5 separate regions of the Mus musculus genome follow, and all the other regions are linked to region 5. The links are chromatin contacts, called in public ChIA-PET, Hi-C and HiChIP or PLAC-seq maps. All regions are on one chromosome and are shown on one strand. Each heading gives the region's core, a stretch centred on a gene start, on an enhancer-like site or on the middle of the called end of the contact. The rest is flanking DNA. Distances are from core to core; before and after follow the strand shown.

The links. A called contact is a pair of places that touch in the nucleus more often than the background predicts. ChIA-PET counts read pairs in DNA pulled down with a chosen protein or histone mark. HiChIP or PLAC-seq counts read pairs in DNA pulled down with a chosen protein or histone mark.
Region 1: an H3K4me3 HiChIP or PLAC-seq map of bone marrow-derived macrophages shows a contact between it and region 5, with 5 times the contacts expected there. The contact joins the promoter of Calml4 here to the promoter of Anp32a in region 5. A contact is called at or near these places in 1 of 39 promoter capture datasets (erythroid cells), 1 of 484 Hi-C or Micro-C datasets (embryonic stem cells) and 6 of 115 datasets of contacts at active chromatin or transcription factors (the NIH/3T3 cell line, bone marrow-derived dendritic cells, bone marrow-derived macrophages and 3 more).
Region 2: a contact with region 5 is called in a Hi-C map of regulatory T cells, with 7 times the contacts expected there. The contact joins the promoter of Tle3 here to the promoter of Anp32a in region 5. A contact is called at or near these places in 3 of 39 promoter capture datasets (erythroid cells, liver and pre-B cells), 11 of 484 Hi-C or Micro-C datasets (B cells, CD4 T cells, CD8 T cells and 5 more) and 2 of 115 datasets of contacts at active chromatin or transcription factors (embryonic stem cells and regulatory T cell precursor).
Region 3: an RNA polymerase II ChIA-PET map of memory CD8 T cells shows a contact between it and region 5, with 21 read pairs. The contact joins the enhancer-like site here to the promoter of Anp32a in region 5. A contact is called at or near these places in 1 of 39 promoter capture datasets (neutrophils), 1 of 484 Hi-C or Micro-C datasets (CD4 T cells), 1 of 115 datasets of contacts at active chromatin or transcription factors (memory CD8 T cells) and 1 of 9 other capture datasets (adipose tissue).
Region 4: an H3K4me3 HiChIP or PLAC-seq map of bone marrow-derived macrophages shows a contact between it and region 5, with 3 times the contacts expected there. The contact joins the enhancer-like site here to the promoter of Anp32a in region 5. A contact is called at or near these places in 1 of 39 promoter capture datasets (embryonic stem cells), 5 of 484 Hi-C or Micro-C datasets (CD8 T cells, embryonic stem cells, regulatory T cells and 1 more), 10 of 115 datasets of contacts at active chromatin or transcription factors (the NIH/3T3 cell line, astrocytes, bone marrow-derived macrophages and 6 more) and 1 of 9 other capture datasets (adipose tissue).

The regions. Positions count from the first base shown.
Region 1 is chr9:62,856,602-62,859,747 of GRCm38.p6, forward strand. It overlaps Calml4 (calmodulin-like 4), which reads left to right and starts at 1,503. Exons shown (of 5, transcript NM_138304.2): 1 at 1,503-1,560; 2 at 1,641-1,671. The coding sequence starts at 1,558. It also overlaps the pseudogene Gm10653.
Region 2 is chr9:61,370,595-61,373,838 of GRCm38.p6, forward strand. Tle3 (transducin-like enhancer of split 3) reads left to right here and starts at 1,772. Exons shown (of 20, transcript NM_009389.2): 1 at 1,772-2,867. The coding sequence starts at 2,844.
Region 3 is chr9:61,679,404-61,682,954 of GRCm38.p6, forward strand. No RefSeq gene overlaps it. Among named protein-coding and RNA genes, the nearest start is that of Gm34770, 20 kb to the left of the region's middle. Within about 2 kb of position 1,723, at least 110 of the 459 cell types and tissues checked have an H3K27ac peak or open chromatin away from gene starts, as enhancers often do. A contact at or near this core is called in adipose tissue and memory CD8 T cells, where this site is marked.
Region 4 is chr9:63,122,485-63,125,745 of GRCm38.p6, forward strand. No RefSeq gene overlaps it. Among named protein-coding and RNA genes, the nearest start is that of Gm25064, 9.2 kb to the right of the region's middle. Within about 2 kb of position 1,752, at least 216 of the 459 cell types and tissues checked have an H3K27ac peak or open chromatin away from gene starts, as enhancers often do. A contact at or near this core is called in CD8 T cells, the NIH/3T3 cell line, adipose tissue and 7 more, where this site is marked.
Region 5 is chr9:62,339,662-62,342,957 of GRCm38.p6, forward strand. Anp32a (acidic (leucine-rich) nuclear phosphoprotein 32 family, member A) reads left to right here and starts at 1,682. Exons shown (of 7, transcript NM_009672.3): 1 at 1,682-1,893. The coding sequence starts at 1,840. Gm20346 (predicted gene, 20346) reads right to left here. Exons shown (of 2, transcript NM_001378702.1): 2 at 1,841-2,327. The coding sequence ends at 2,263.

The DNA of each region.
Region 1 (3,146 bases), core at 253-2,752, 520 kb after region 5:
GGTGTCAGGATGCCCTTAGGGGCACATGGCTGACCCCAGTACTCAGTTACTAAAACCCAAGAAGATGCCTCACCCGCCTCTGAGCCCATCACAGAGGTAGGGTATTTGGGGGCCTCAGTTCTGTACCCACCTGTCAAAAAGTACTGCCTACCTCCCTTGCTCTTCCATGACAACTAAACTGTGTCCCCCCAGCCTTCCCCACTCCCACCATACCCACCCCCCACCAAACCTAGGCCCCCAACTATACCTACCCCTCCATACCTAGGCCCCACCATATCTTGCCTCCCCAACCATACCTACCCTCCAAATCATACCTACCCCCCACAAAGTGGGTCAGAACCTCAAGATTCTCACATCTAAAGCAGGTAAGAAGAGGTAGATGGCTCAGGAGAAAAAACAAAACCATTCCACATGGAGGTGTCAGGACCAGAGGGAGGCCATGAGTTTGTGTGCCCTCAGATGGGTTAGCAGGAGACCTTAACTCTCTTCCTCTGGCACCTGCAGCCTTTGGTAGCTCTCATTTGCTCCCTTGCTCCCTGTGTAGTACACAGGCTATGTGACCACACACAGTGACTGACAGTTGGACCAGGCTGGATTTAGCACTTTGTAGGCAAACCAGTCAAGGAGTGTGGATGAGGGAAAGGAGACTTTCAGACCAACCTGAGAACCTAGTCATGCCCAGGGCCCAGTACCAGTTCTAGGAGGCACCCTTTTTCCTGTCTCAGGGGACGGGGAGAGGAATAGAGGGCTGAGAAATTCAGAGTCAGCAGCTTATTATAATACGGGAAAGGGCGAGACGAGGAAGGGAGAGGAACTTCCTGCCTGGTCAGGTCAAACTCCAAGTTCCCTGAGCGGCTAGCTTAAGACTCAGCCCCAGCACCCAACACCATCCCCAGCCCCTAGGAAGTAGAATTGGCTGTGTATTGGCCTTTGGATTATCCTAGCAGCCCATAACGTAGCTGGTGAGGAAACTGAGGCATACAAGAGACGGACGGTCCTCAGCGTGTCCCCAGACATAGTGCATCTGCAAGGCTGTGTTTGAAGCGTCTCTGAGCACTGCTCCCTTGGATAGCTTCTTCTGGAGAGACCGTGTGTGTGTGTGTGTGTGTGTGTGTGTGTGTGTGTGTGTGTGTGTGCGCGCGCGTGCGTGTGCGCGCGTGCTATCTGGCTCCAGCAAGGAGCCCAGCTTAGCCTCGGGAGAGAGCAAAGCTTCCTAAGACAGACTCAGACCAGGACAGAGTCAGCCCCACCCGGAGCCCCCTTTCAGAAGTTAGGCTTCCAAGAAGGAACACCCAAATTGTCCAGTTGCTGCAGAGCCCCAGCCTCCGGGGGCAGGGGCCTCCAGGAGAGTCTGTAAATGGTTTCCTCACAATCACCCTTCTCAGGACGGTGGGGGCATCCACTACTCAGCCGGAATTTGACTCTCATGGCATAGAGCCCGGTCTCCGTGGCAGCGGAGGATTTATTACCAGGCCTCCGCCCAGCATGCTGGACTTTCGACTCCAAGCTGGAGTAAAGAGAACCAAACTCAGTTCCAGGAGTAAGGGGAGCCTGAGGATGGTGAGTGAGGGGCTGTGCCGGAAGGAGGTGGGAAGGGCCCCCGCTGAAGCCCCCTCTTGACTGTTCTTTCTCTGCTACAGGCCAAGTTCCTTTCCCAGGACCAAATTAATGGTAGGTTGGGTTTGTTCTTTAATTAGTAATTCGCCACAAAATGTGTGTCTCATTAGGCAATTTGCTTTGCTGGGTTTTGTTGGTAGGAAGGAAGGCCCCGAGGGGTGGACAGCTGGCCCACCCACAGGCTTGGGGCCAGGTGCTGTGGGGCAGCTGGTTATCTGTTTGGGGGTGGCCCTGAAGACCGACTAACTGACTTCCAGGGCTTGTTATATGTCAGTGTGACTTTCAAGCTGGGTCATAAAAGTGAGCTTGCTTAGTGCTCCAGAGAGCCTGGAAACGGGTCTGGGTGGGAGGCTGGTCATGGAGAAAGGTCACTAACATAGTAATTGAACCAGAGATGGGGGATGGGGCTTTGTAGTCAGTGTAGACAGGCAACAGAACTCAGGGTTACACGCTGGGGCAGGATATTTCTTTATGGACCTTAGACTGTAAAATGAGGGGCTCAGCTGGCACCTCCTGCCTAGTTCAGTGTGGGCACCTTGTTCTTGGGCTTCCCACAGAGCAGAGTTCTGTTTCCCCAAGAGCAGAAAGGCAGAATTAAGTTACACAGGACCTGGCAAACACCTGGCCAGGGATCTGGTGGCTGAGTTTCTGGCAGAGAGGCCAGAGTGCAGCACAGGCCCTTTACGGGATAACTCTCTTTTCCCTGAGGCTGAGCCCCTACACCTGCCCCAACATAGGAGGGAAACAGCCTTGGTAACCCCCTTCTCATTGCCGCTGACATGACACCTTGTCGGTGAGCTAGAACTGCAGGTACACAGGGACACGGAGCTCTGGTGCAGGACACTGTCCAGCAGGCCACAGGGGTGGCTTCTGGTTACCCCAGCAAGGATCTATCCCAGAGATGTAAATGACTAGAGTACAGTCTAGAGCAGGGAGTGACAGCGATGTGTGCCTATTGGTCCTACTCTTAGATTCCTCAACTCCCTATCCCCAAACTAAGGCCCAGAACAGAGGGGACAGTGAGGAGACTCTGCTACACAGAGCCTAGCCCACAGTTAGGGGCCAGGGGCTGGCGGACAATCCACTATGGGAGAATTTGTACTGCTCTTGCAGAAGACCTAAGTTTGGTTCCCAGTACATATACAAGAACTGATCACCATCACCTGTAACTCCATCTCCCAGGGCAAAGGAAACCTTTGGCCTCCTGGGGCACCTGTATGCGTGCATGTGCACACAATGGAAAGTAAAGTCTTTGAAGGGGGGACCTAAGCTAGAGGCCACCTGTCAGCCTCACCAGTCCCCCTACTCTGTCTGGACAACGGACTCACTGCCCCCTCGCTCCCATGGCTTTTGAAACAACTAGAAAGGAAGAAGGCGAATTCTCTTTGTATCCCAGTGTCTAACACCAAGAAGGTGGCCATGAGTGTTTAGAGTTGGAAGCCTGGACAGGGTTGGGCGAGGAATGGGGCTTTGGAAGCTCCCAGGCCAGTCACCTTTGAGTCTCAGTTTTCTTGTCTGAGAAGAGGGTC
Region 2 (3,244 bases), core at 522-3,021, 970 kb before region 5:
ATTACTAGTCGAGAGTCTCTTTGCTGGTCTGTGATTGGGTTTTAGACTTGCTCGGGGGCGTGGCCGGCGCGCCCCACGTGGGGGCTGGAGCGAGAAAGGGGCGGGCCGGGTAGGAAGCGGGTGCGCCCACCCGTGACGTAAGGGGGAGGGCAGAGAAGGGGGAGGGGAGAGGGAAGCTCCAAAGAGGAGCCATTTTGAGACTAATGGATGCTTTGGCCAGATGCTCGCATCTGTCGAGCTAGGCTTCTCCCTGCCCCCTCCCCCTTTTCGGTGCGCATCGTACACGATTTATGTTTTTATTTAGGAGAATAAATAAATGAAGAGGGGAGCGTGGTCGAGGCCGGAGCGGGCGCTGAGAGGCTCCATCTCGGGGCGGCCGCTCACGTGGAGGTCCCCGCGCGCTCCCAGCTACTCATTAAGATGCAAACGCGAAACTCAGGCTCCTAATGAGGGGAAAATATAGATTCCGGGGGCGCGCGGCCGGCTCGCGCGCGCCCGCAACGGGCCAGGAGCGTGTGCTTGCGTGCAAGCTTGGTGGGAAAGCCGGGAGGGACCCGAGGACACCTGGGCGGCCCACTCGGCGTTGGTTCTCCGAGGCCGGCGGACCTAGGGTGGGCAGTGTGCCCTGACGTGACCCTTGTCTGCGAGCAGATGGGCCCCAGAGTCGAATATCTACGCCTCCTTGGGTGTCTATGCTGGTGACCAGGGACGCTCCAGGCTCGCAGTCGCTCTTCCACGGGTGGCTGCCGATGCATGTGCCCAGGCAGGCCATCAGGCCAAGAAACGGGGTCGGAACTCTGGGTCGTAGCCAGGAGGGCCCCAACTCCGTGCTTTCCCTTCTTCACCATCTCGGGCCCGGAGCACTGCTGAGGAACCCGCCTTGGCAAGGCTGCGGCCAGGACGTAGCTGTCCCCAAAGGGCAAGAGCCCCAAATGGGGCTAGCCGCACTACTGAGCCTGTTGTCCGCAGACTGCCAGGCCCTTCCATCTGCGCGGCCCGCCAAGCCAGAGTTCTCAGACTTCCCCCTCGCCGGCAGCCGCCTTGCATCAGAGGCGCTGTTTATTTGGCTTTCTGAAAAGAAGGGCGAATGAACAAAGGAGAAAAGCGGGGCGCCCAAGGGTGGGAGAGGGGGCAGAAACGGATAAAAGAAAGAGAAACTCAGTTTGGAGAACAGTCTTAGAGGTCGGAGGTAACTTTGGGTGCCAGCATTTTATCGGTCCTAAATCTTTTGAAGTGAAAACATTAAACTGACAAAGTGATTCTGTTTGTTTTATAGTATCTAATTGGGCTGCTTTGCAACCCTAATGAGATTAGAGGGGGGCAATCGTTCGCCGCCTCTGCAGAATCAACTGATCCATTACTACCAGCCACAGGTTTTAAGGATTGTACAGCTTGTCCTTTTTTCCCCCCCTTTTGTTGTTACTCGTTTTCTCCTTCTCCCCTCCCGCCAAATAATTATTTGCTAGTAGATCGTGGGAAAAAAAGAAGAAAAAAAACCTAGCAGCCCAGGACTATAATATATATCTATTTATTATATGTCTTTCGGTTAATTCCTGATGTGAGGAGCGCTGTTTTTCACTCCCAAGCGAAAGTCACCAGCGGGTAGGGCCTGATTGCTACTTTTCATGCATAGTTTTAGACACAAGAGGGCATTGTGACGTCGCGCCTGGCGGCGCCCAGTCGCAGTCCGAGTCCCGTGGCCCCACGTGGGAGCCTCGCACTCCCATTGGCCAACGCTAGGCGAAGCCGCCACATTATTTTGTTACTTTTCAGTCCCTATTTGGAACTGCTCTCGCGGCAGTTCAGACCTCGTGCTCGGCCCCCTTCGCCTGTCTGTGTGTGGTATCCGCAGGTCCGAGGCACTTTTTTTTTTTTTTGAGTGCGTGTACGTGTGTGTGTTGAGTGCGTGTGCTTGTGTGTTTTGGGGGTTTGTCGGGGCGCGGAGAGGAGAGCCAGGCTGGGAGGAAGGAAAGAAGCCGCAGAGCTCCCGGGCTCGGGCTACGTCTCCCCCTCCGGTGCTCTCCAGCCTGCGCGCTCCTAGGCGGCAGGACGCAGACCGCTCCTCGCCAGAGACGCGGCCGATCCACTTGAAAGCAGAGGACCCCTTCGCCGAGGCTTCCTATGCCGGCTGGAGTTAGGATGCCACGGCTCATTATTTGCACCGACTGAGCCCGGAGTTCCTCCTCGACCCTGGGAAGGGCTGGCGGCGGCGGCAGGAGCAGACGGAACAGCAGGCTCTCCTCTCCGAGGGGGGTGGGGGGGCGTCGAAGCGTCCTCGCTGGGCTCTAGCCCTCACCCACGGTCCTCAAGCCGTCACCTCGGTGGCCTGCTTCCTTTCTCTTCTCGCCGCGAGCTCCGGGCCCGACCGCCTCTGGGATCTGACCCGCGCGCCCCGGATGCTCCGGGCTGCCCAGACGCGCCCCCCTCCAGCCTCATCGTCCTGATTGACCCGTGAGGGGACAGGAGAATCCCCCTTCCCGCAAACCCCCGGCCTCGGGATTCCGCACTGGAGCCGCCAGGGAGCCGATGATGTCCACGCAGACCCGGCTTCTGACACTGTTCACGCAGCCGGGGGAAGGCGGCCGGCCGCAGCCGGCCGAGCCCTAGGCGCACAAAGCGCGAGCCCGCCGACGACTTTGCCGCTCGCTCCGCCGCTCTTTGTCTGCACTTGGGGCGCACGCCCGACTCTGGGATTTCGCTGCGAGAGCGGGCTGGGGGGGCCGGGGGCGAGCTCTCGGTTCCCCGGCCGCCCCCCGCTCGGGCTCGCCTCCCCCCTCCCCCGCACGTCCCCGGCTCGGGCTCTCAGCGCTTCCAAGCTCTCGGAATCGCGACCCCTCCCTGCCATGTATCCGCAAGGCAGACATCCGGTGAGTAATTGCAACTAGGCTTATTTAAGCATCTATCATGGCAGGGTAAACGAGGCAGTTTATCTAGCACCTCCATTTTGCTTGTTGCTACCTTTATGGTGCGCGCGCGTGTGTGCGCTCACACAAAGGGGCTGGGTGGGTGGGGGCGCCGTAGAGAGCCAAGGGTAATTGCGCTCGAGTGGCCCGGGCGGCCTGCGTTGGAGGGGGACGCTGGCTTCCGCCCCGGCCCCTCTCCTAAGTCTTCCAACTCGCGCTCTCGGCACTTGGCCGCCAGAGCCCTTTTGGCTTTGGGGGTGGTCGGGATGCCCGCTTCCGGGCCCCGTCGGGAGAGCGTTGAAAAACTTGCTGGGAAGGTTCTGGGCTGTGGGGTGGTGGCC
Region 3 (3,551 bases), core at 473-2,972, 660 kb before region 5:
CGTGGGTCTATCTCACATTCTAAAACTGAGGTAACAGCTGATGTGATTTAAGAGCCCACGGAGATAAAATGAAGTGTAATTACTTCACGTTATTTTATTTTCTGTGACATTCATGCAAGACACCCCTACTCCACTTTCACCTGCATCAGAAATGCTCTCTCTCCACTAATGTGCACTGCAATCTTCCCAGGCCTGTCTGTGCCTGACTGGGCTCCATGACGTCTGGCCATGATGGGCCAGCTTTGGGGAGTCCTTAGTGCCTCAAAGAGGGCAGACTTTGAGGGACAAAGAAAGAAGGGTAACTAAGACATTCTGTATCTCTCTTACACACACACACACACACACACACACACACAGAGAGAGAGAGAGAGAGAGAGAGAGAGAGAGAGAGAGAGAGAGAGAGAGAGCAAGAAAACCACATCCAGTCTGGACTGAAAAAGCAACGGTGAAGGGTGACTACCCCACCCAGTAAATCAAGATGTGGGATTCAAACCACTTCCGCCCTCAGCTTCAGGTCAAGAGCGTCACGTATCTGCATAAGACCTCACAGGGGCGGAGTTGCTGCTGCCAGGATGGGAGTGCAAAACCCCACTCAGGTGACAGGTCACACACCCATGGACACAGCCAAGTAGAGGAGAGGCCAGAATGAAATGACAGATCTGTTCACCTCACGAGACAGGACCACTGGACTCCATTCTCCAAGATCCCAAGGACACAGAGGTGTATAGGCCACAGTCCTTGAACCAAACCAAGATGGCTCTGGCACCAATTCCTGCTGAGCTTCTGCAATGTTCTATACCCATCTCCTAGGCCTGAGATTCTCTCTATGTAGGGACCCCTCATGGACTCAGACACTGAACCCACAGGGTATATTAAGAGGCTCAGACCCGGGCTGAGGCAGTGACTCAGCTAGTGAATGGAGTTTACCCTGACATGGCCTGATGACCAAACGCCCACCCCTGGAACTCATGTAAAGGTAGCAGGAGAAAACCAACTCCACAACATTGTCTCTGCCTACACACACACACACACACACACACACACACACACACACACTACAGAATGTGCGTCCACATACACTAACTTCAATGATAACATAATAGAGGTGACTTTTGAAGGGGTCCAGCCCTTCACTTCAGAGGGCATACTGGTTGACGGCCAGTAGCCCTCTTTGTGCAGAAGGCTCTCTCTACCGCTGGCAGGCATTCCCCATTATCCCAGATGCAAGGAGCCTTAGAGACCACAGTTCTTAGTTTTAGGTGCTGAAGCTACTAAGCTCCTTTCCATCGGATTCCCCATCCCCTTGGGGAGCTTATGATGTTGCTCCAGTGAACTGGCCCACGCCTGCCTGCTGTGCAAGGATCCCAGGTTGTCAGTCTCTCGTCTGCAGACAACTGCAGCCCCTGCGGCGTTACCCAGTCTCAGCTGTGTCTGTAATGTCTATGCAGGCTTATAGACTGGGTCAATTCTTTCTCTCCTTCTGATCTCATCTCTAAAGTGGGGAGGCTAGACAGAGGAAGAGCTTACTCCTTTTCCACATTTGGCTTTGTGTCTGTCCCCAGGGACACCCCGGAGCAAGGACTCAGCCAGTAAGGGCAACAACGCCACAGCAGTCGTGAATGGAAGAGAAGCCCTATGTTTCCACGTTCTGGGTCCAGTGTGCATTCTGTGCCCTAGAGACAGAGACAGGGAGGCAACCCCACAGCCTGAGATGAGGAAGTACGCTCTCCACATCTGAGCTACTTCTAGGGTGAGGGAGGGGCCTCAACTTGATGGTTTCTAGGGAGAGAGAGTTTGTGGCAGGAAGCAGGCCAGAAAAAAAAAAAAAAACCTAAAAACAAAAACAAAACCAGAATCAGCCGGGGAACATCAGCTTGCCACACAGCCTCCCAGGACCTTGGTGGAGAGTCACTGGTACAATGCATCCCCAGAAGTCTTGGAAGGAGACGGGGGTGGGGGTGGGGTGGGGGTGGGGGTGGGGGTGGGGGGGGGCGGGGGGGGCGGGGGGGGAGGAGAGTAGGTTGGGGTTGGGCACTTTCAGGAAAGCTACTGACATGGCTGGGGACAAATAGCATTGTGCAACTTCAGATAAGGTGTGAAGCAGGTGAGACCACATTCAGCTCACACTCAGCGAGAAGGGCTCCTCTTCCTCAGGAACTGGAGCACAGATGTCTACCGTGGTAGCCAGATCTGAGTTGAGGCTCCTCCACCTGTAAACTGGAGGCCTTGGTATTTTGTGGATGTTTCAAGCCCAGGCCTTCGTTTCCTGAGAATAACAACAACTCCTCTTTCAGCATAGGGCCACAAGGTTTAAAAGGTTTGAGTGCTTGGCATATATTAGGGCTCAGCCAACGGCTGCAGAGATGAAGGCTGGAGACTCGGGGAATGCCCAGAAACTCTTTTGATTATTTTGCTGTCTCAAGGGGTCCAGATCTGCAACTGACTCAGAAATATGCCCCACCTCTCCACCCCATCCCCAATTCTTCCTCTAACCCCCACTCCTCCCTGTCCCCCACCCCACCCCATCTCTCTTCTCTGTCTCTCTGTCTCTGTCTCTGTCTGTCTCTGTCTGTCTCTGTCTCTCTCTGTCTCTCTGTCTCTCTGTCTCTCTGTCTCTCTGTCTCTCTCTCTCTGTGTGTGTGTGTGTGTGTGTGTGTGTGTGTGTGTGTGTGTGTATGTGTAAAAGAGAAACAACTGTCCTTCCTGGTCTTCCCCAGACATAAGAAAACAATAGGTACACCCCTCACACACACACACACACACACACACACACACACAAAATACAGCAAGCTGGAGGAAAGCAAGCAGCACACAGCCAGCCTCCTCTGCTCCAGCAGCAGCAGCAGAGCCAGGATCACCTGCAGGTACCACAGTAGCAATGCCCAGAGTTTCTGGTGCCTCCTAGAGCTCCTCTTGGGATGACTGATGCCATATTAGGAACTCAGAGTGGCCTAAGAAGGAGCACTGAGGAGTGTGTGCTGCTGGCCCTTGAAAGGTTGGCCTCCCAGAGTTCTGCTGAGTGCTGGAGATGGAAATGAACGACAGAGTCCTGGTTGGGGGGGAGACCCACACCACCCCAGAAAGGCTCCCTTGTAGCAGGGAAGTAACTTCCTCTCACTGGGCCCCAGCTCTTCTACAGGAAATGAGGGGCGTGCCTTAAGTGAGATCTCAGAGCCCCTCTAGCCATGGGATGACACTGAATGTGGCTGGGCACTTCCCAGGCTTCAGTCCTATTCAAGAAGCACAGGCTGTGGCCTGTGTACCAGGCACCTGTGCCGACCCGGGAGGAGATGGCACATCCTGTTTGCTACTGCCACTGTAAGCTCAGGGCCTCATGAAGGCAGACATGTCTACACTTAAATTTAAACGTGGACGGTCTCAGACCCCAAGACAGTGCTGACAGACCCATCAGTTCTTCCAGGGAGACTCAGGAAGATTCCAGAAAGAAAGAGGATCCCTGAGATGTGATCAGGGATCTGGGAAGGTGAAGGCTGAGAAGAAAATAAAAGGGAACCTTGCACGTGACTGATCATGGCTGCAGGGAGATATAC
Region 4 (3,261 bases), core at 502-3,001, 780 kb after region 5:
GCTCCACAGCAGGGGTAACTTAAATAAATTGTACTAAAATGGAATGAAATATCGTGCAATCAGTAAAAATACCATTTTGGAAGAACGGTTGACTGGAAAGTTGCATAAGTGGCCAATCTGTACAGTTTGGGGCTGGGTTCTTGCCATATAAAATTAGCTAACACTTCTGGAATGTCTGCTATTGCATACATACGTTCACTGAGTCCTCAGGACATTCCTGTCCTGTTCATACCATTATCCTCATTTTGTAGAGAAAGAACAGCACCAACGTCTCTGAGGAGGCATCCAGGAACATTTTCTGTAGTTTTTATTCTTTCTTTTCTTTGTCTTTTTTTTGGGGGGGGGTGGGGTGGGGGTAAGGTTGAGACAGATTCTCTGTGTAGTCTTGGCTGTCCTGGAACTCATTCTGTAGACCAGGCTGGCTTCAAACTCACAGAGATCCACCTGCCAAGTGCTGGGATTAAAGGTGTGTGCTACCACTGCCCAGCTTCCAATTCTTTCTTAAAAACATTTTTTTTTAAATGTGAGTGGATGAGTGTTGTGCCCTTGAATCACGTGCATGCAGTTGCTTGGTGAGGCCAGAAAAGGATATAGGAACCCCTGGAGCTTAAATTTCGAGTTGCGAGTTGCCCGGTGGATGCTGGGAATCTAATTCAGGTCTTCTGCAAGAGCAGCCAGTTCTCTTAACTACAGAGCCACCTCTCCAGGTCCTGGTTCCCAATTCTTGAAGAAGGTGGGTTTTTTTTTTTTTGTTTGTTTGTTTCATTTGGGTTTGGGGAGATTTTTGTTAGTTTTCTGTCTTTTTGTCTGTTTGTTTGTTTGTTTGTTTGTTGTTTCTCTGTATAGCCCTGGCTGGCCTCAATCTCAGAGATCCACCTGCCTCTGCCTCCAGAGTGTTGGGATTATAGGCATGTGCCACCGTACTTGGCTTTTGTTTGGCTTTAAGTTTCTGTTATTTGAGGTTTTATTTGTGAGTGTGGTTTTTAGATTTTCATTTGTTCCTTTCCTGTTTTGTTATTTGTTTTGCATTTTTTTGTATCGTTTTTGCCAGCTGAAGTGAATGATTGCTTTCTGGTATTACAGATGTTAGTGTTGAAGAATTTGAACCACACACAGAAAATGAAACCTTTCCCCGAAAGGTTAATCCAATTGCCAGAGCTGGCTCTGAAGTCGAGCTCTCTGCTTTAAGTTTTTAAAATGTGTCTGGGGACAGAGGCACTTTCAAGCAAATGCCACCCTCCTCACAAGTAAATAAACTCCCCAGCTGTAGTTCTTTAAGAAAGCACACTTGGTGTGGGGCTGCTTGTCCAGAGGGGTCCCTTTCTCTTGCAGTGGCTGGTTGTTTGTTTTGTTGTCCTCCCCACTCCATAGTAGGAAACCTCCAATCCAGACGGTTCCAGCCCAAGAGCTGGGAGTTGGGCCGCGAAAACCCCAGTTTCAGTTCTGACACACCGTTCAGGCCGGCAAAGGCTAGCATCTTTCCTTCATGTTCCCTGGTCCCCATCTTTCTGCCGGCTGGTCCACTTATACGACGCTAGTGGTTCCGAAGCTCCTGCGCTCCCCCTACCCCCATTTCCCCTTGAATCGGGACCCTTCGAAGTCTGTTCCACCTAGATAGGCGAGGCCAGAGAAGGGGAGTTGTCACGACCGGCGCTAGCAGCAGAGACAGGAGGCTGGCCTCCGAAGGCTGTTCCCACCCACTCATGGGTCTCTGGAGAGCAGGGCTGGCGGTGTGCAGAGCAGCTGGAGGCTCCTGGAAGGCGTCGCACCCAGGGCGAGCTCGCTTGCAGGAGACCAATGCCAGCCACAACAGTGAGTGGCCTCCTGCGCGGAGCTGTCGCCCTCTAGTGGCAGCGTGAGAAAGGTACAGCTGTTCCCTGGGCCCCACCTCCCCTCGTCACTCTCTCAGACCAGAACTGGAACTTGCTAGAAAGGGAAGCCAGACACAAGTAAGTCAGGACTGGAACCTGGGACTCCAGGCAAATTCCCCATTCAACTGACATCTATAAGGACCTCTAGAAACTATAAGGAATAAGCGTCCCAGGCTTGAGATTTGACTCAGGCTATTGCAATAAGAACAGTTGTTAATGAGGAATGTTTAAAACAAAAGGGAAGAGGGCGGGAGTATTAGATAGATAGGCGGGTAAAGAGGTCACCAGAGAGCACCATAGGAAGGAAGGAAGGAAGTGAGGAGATGGCCTTTTCTCGGAACATGCATATCGTGTGGTCGATTCCTAGCTTTCTCCCGGAACCCAAATTTAGCAGTGAGAATGTTGTCAGCTCAGGCTGCATTTGCCAGCACTGTAAACAGCAACACGATATTGTCATTTGTGAGAGGAAGGAGGAGGCGCTGGGAAGATGGCTCAGGGGTTAAGAGCACTTACTGCTCTTCCAGATGAACTGGAGTTCAATTCCCAGAATCCAGCTCACCACTCCAGCCCCAAGAGATGGGTACTATGTGCCCGCCCGTCCGCGGGTGCACACTCACACACACACACACACACACACACACACACACACACACACACACCTACTTTTTAAAAAATGTTAAAGGAGAAGAAGAAAGGGATACTGGGTGGCCCCTACTATTAGGCAGAAGGGGGATTCCTAGGTCCAGACAACGGAAGTCAAGGCAGGAGCCAGACTGACATGCTGAGTCTAGGGCTGGGGCTGCACGAGGCATAGCTAGATTGCTGAAGGTGGAGACATAAAAGATTGTTCAGAGAGGGACGTCCCCTCGGATGCCCTCCCTCAGTCATTCAGCTGTTACATCTTTAATAATCTTCCCTACTGTTTTCCCACAACATGCCTGGTTATGGCACGGCCCTGTGACCAGTGACACAGCTTTCCCCTTCATCTCTGAAGACCCTCTTAAGAGATGTGCTTTCAAGCCCAGGCCACCCTGCTCTACCCAACTTCTGGCCTATGATCCTGCCAGTGAGGAGAGGTGAGCTTTCATGATCTCCTAACAAGGACTCCAAGTAGAACTGTTGTCTCTGGAAGTCCCAGAAGGGAGTTTGGGTGTGTAGCTCTGTCCATTATCAAAGCCCTGGGTTTGATATCTCGCAATGCATAAAACCCCAAGTAGTGCTGCACACCTGGACTCAGAGATGGAAGGAGGATCAGGTCATCTTCAGCTACACAGTGAGGTAGAGGTCAGCCCATGACACATGAAACTGTCACACACACACAAAAAAATATAAATGTGGGGGGTCGGCTGGACAGATGGCTTAGCGGTTAAGAGAACAAACTGCTTTTGCA
Region 5 (3,296 bases), core at 432-2,931:
TGTCCCTGTCACTTGAGCTCTTGGCTTCTTAGCAGAGGAGGTAGAATGGACACCTCCTTGCTCCGATGTGTTTTGAGAGTTATTCCTTGGAAAGGACTCTCTCACAACACTGCTGATAGCAGGTCCTCAACTTCAGTGTTTAAGAAGCAAGCGAGCATTTACCATCCAAAAGAACAAGAACTTCAAGACTTCTGCTATAACAGATTTTGTACACTACACCTTCTTAAAATATTTGTAATGAAAAACTATTATTGCTTTAAAAACCTTATCCAGAAACATGAGCTGATACATTGGCAAAGAGATAATTTGGAGTTCTTTGTGTTTTTAAAAGGAAACAATACAATTGAAACATTCCAGATATACAGCCTTTGTAAAAATTAACAAAAATCTAAGGATAAGAAATGTCAAATGAACAACGTAAAGAAATTACATATTTACCCAGACGAAATGGTTTTATTTTGTACTTCCAGCTACTTAGAATAAACATTTATCAGCTTTCAAATCCATTTGTTTGATCTAAAAGAACTAACTAAATAAAATACTTAGTTCTAATGTCTCAAAAAAAGAATTACTTTGGGGGTGTTTGCAGAAGCGTGTAGATGAAGACACATAGGAAAAGACACTATGATAAAGTTGTGTGAATAAAATTAAACATGTATCCCGTAATTTGTTCACAGCCGGACATCCACATAGTACCATGAGGTCCGAGGGCTGCCCATAGGAAGCTGGTAACCCAATGGGAACCAGGGCTGTAAAGGTTTCTTAAAAAACGTAACGTGGTCGAACAAAAACAAAACCCAAAGCAACTGTAAGACCTGGCGTAAGTGCCCCCAGTTAGCGACTCTTTGGCAATGCAGATCCAACCAAACGATTAGAATGAAACGTGCAACGCTCTCTCTCAAAAAATCCTATAAAGCCCGTCAATTATGTTCGGCTCTGAGAATCGGCAGTTCCCAGCACCTTCCTTTTCCACTTTTTAATATTTTATACAGTTCTCCATCTGCGGCCTTTCCATTCATTAATTGCCCTATACAAGATCCCCCCGATGACTCTCGGGGAATTGCTTCTTTTAAGACAGGGCATCAGATTGCCAAGCCTCTGGGGTCGAGATCGCGCCCTCGCTCCTTTGGATGTGGGAGCGTCATGCACTTAAGACTTGATTATTTAATTGCGGAGATGGGAGCAGACCGGTCGGAGGGGTTGTGCCAAGTGGGCATCCCGGGGTGTGTGTGTGTGTGGTGGGATTTGTCCTTCGTGCGCTCCAAAAATGCGCGCCCTCCTTGGGCCTGCCTTGTGCCCGCGCGCCCCAGGCCTCGTCCGCCCGCCCAGCACCCAGAGGATGCCCCCGCAAGGACCCCGCCCCTCCCGTGTCCACGCACCTGCGGCCCCGCCCCCGGCCACGAACCTTCAGGTCCACGCACCTGCCCTGCCTTCCCTCCCGCCCCCAGCGCGCAACCACCAAGGTGCAGCCGCGCTCCTCTTCGGCGGCCCCGGTATCTAAAGGGGTCCGTCTCCGGCACCACAGCCAAATGGCTGAGCCTCCCTGGCCCGCTGCGCAGGATGCCCATTGGACCCTGCCCCCCGCCGCCACCACCACTATTGGCTGGCGTCCGAAGCCTCGCCATTTGATTGGCTCTTGTTGCCGCCGCTCCACGCAAGGAGCCGCAGGTCCCGCCTCTACGGCGATCAGGTTAGTGTGCGCCGCGGGTGCTGGGGGCTCGAGAACCGAGCGGAGCTGGTTGAGCCTTCAAAGTCCTAAAACGCGCGGCCGTGGGTTCGGGGTTTATTGATTGAATTCCGCTGGCGCAGGATCCTCTGCAGAAAGAGAGAGCGCGAGAGATGGAGATGGACAAACGGATTTATTTAGAGCTGCGGAACAGGACGCCCTCTGATGTGAGCATTTGCCAAAAATATCTCTGTCGGTCCATTCTCCTACTTTGTGTTATGTGTGCGTGTGTGTTTTGGGGGGAAGGCACTTTTTTATGGAGGGGGGCTCCGGGGAAGGTGTGGGGTTTGGGGTCTGACTGCAAATGAATTGCAAGGTTGGATGGCGGGGGTGGGGGGGGTTGCAATGCCACCGGAGCATGTTTCGTCCGCCGTCGCTGCTGCCCTTGGTGTGTGACTGACTACCTGTGCGTGTGCTCCCGCGTGTGCGGGTATGGGTGCGAGGGTGTGCGTGCGAGTGTGCACCCAGCGGGGGGCCGGCGGGGCGCACGCGTTCGGGTCGGAGGGAAGGCGGCAATTTCACCCTCGTCCGAGCTCTCAGCTCCCACGACTTGCATCTGGATGGAAAAGATGATCGAGGGGAGGAGAAGATGGGCTGCCTCCTGGATTAAACAACAAAAAGGGGTTGTTATATTTTAGAAGCGTAACCCCCTTTCCGCCCCCTCCCGCGCCTGCCCCCTCCCTTTGCAGTCTCTTTCGCTCGCTCGCACACAATAAGTTTTGGGCTTCGCGAGTCCGGTATAGTTTCTGATCAATGTAGCCCGAGGACCCCGGGGAGAGCGCGTGGGGACCCGACTGCTGCGGAGTTGGGAGATGGCTCGAGTTTAAAGCGCGTCTTCGTTTCTCTGCGGGGATGAGGCGAGAGGTGGGGAGCCATATTTGTAACTTTGTCGTGTTCGTGAACGCGCCCTTTCTCTCCCTCCCTCCCTTTCTCTGTCTGCCTTCCTTCTCCTTTCTCTCTCACTCTTTCCACCCCACCTTTGGGCCAGATGCTGTCTTTTCTCCCTTCTTCCTCGCGGAAAGGGAGGGGGGGTACCTTAGGTTAAGGGGGAGGGATTGTGAAGTGTGCAAATGCTCAGATAATCCTCGCGCCTCCCCAACCACGAGCGTCGCTAATGTAAGTTGCCCGGAGGCTGCGTCCCGTTCTGGCCCCCGGCTCCCTCCCCAGATGCCAGCCTTGGCACCCTGACGCCTCATCGGCAGCAGACACCCCACCTTCCCGGTCCTTGCTTCTCCTGGGGTGGGCTCCCTGGCAGCCATTCGGCGCTTGGTTAATAAATGGGCACGAGAAACTTTATCAGAACCCGAGCTGCCCAGAGCTAGTGCCGCTGTGGGGACCGACCCAGTCTACATTCTTGCGGGCACGGCAGGCACGCAGCTCTGGGATGGGCAGTTCGTCTGGCCGTAGCCGTTATGGATTGGGCAGCGGCGGGAGTATGGCAGGAGGAAACTTACACCGGTGGGAACAGGGAGGCTGGGCGCGAGCCCACTGCAAGGGGAAGTGAGGGTTGGTGGGTGACTCGAAAGCTACTGTTTATTTTTGTCTCCCTCTCGCTTTCACGCACTCGTGT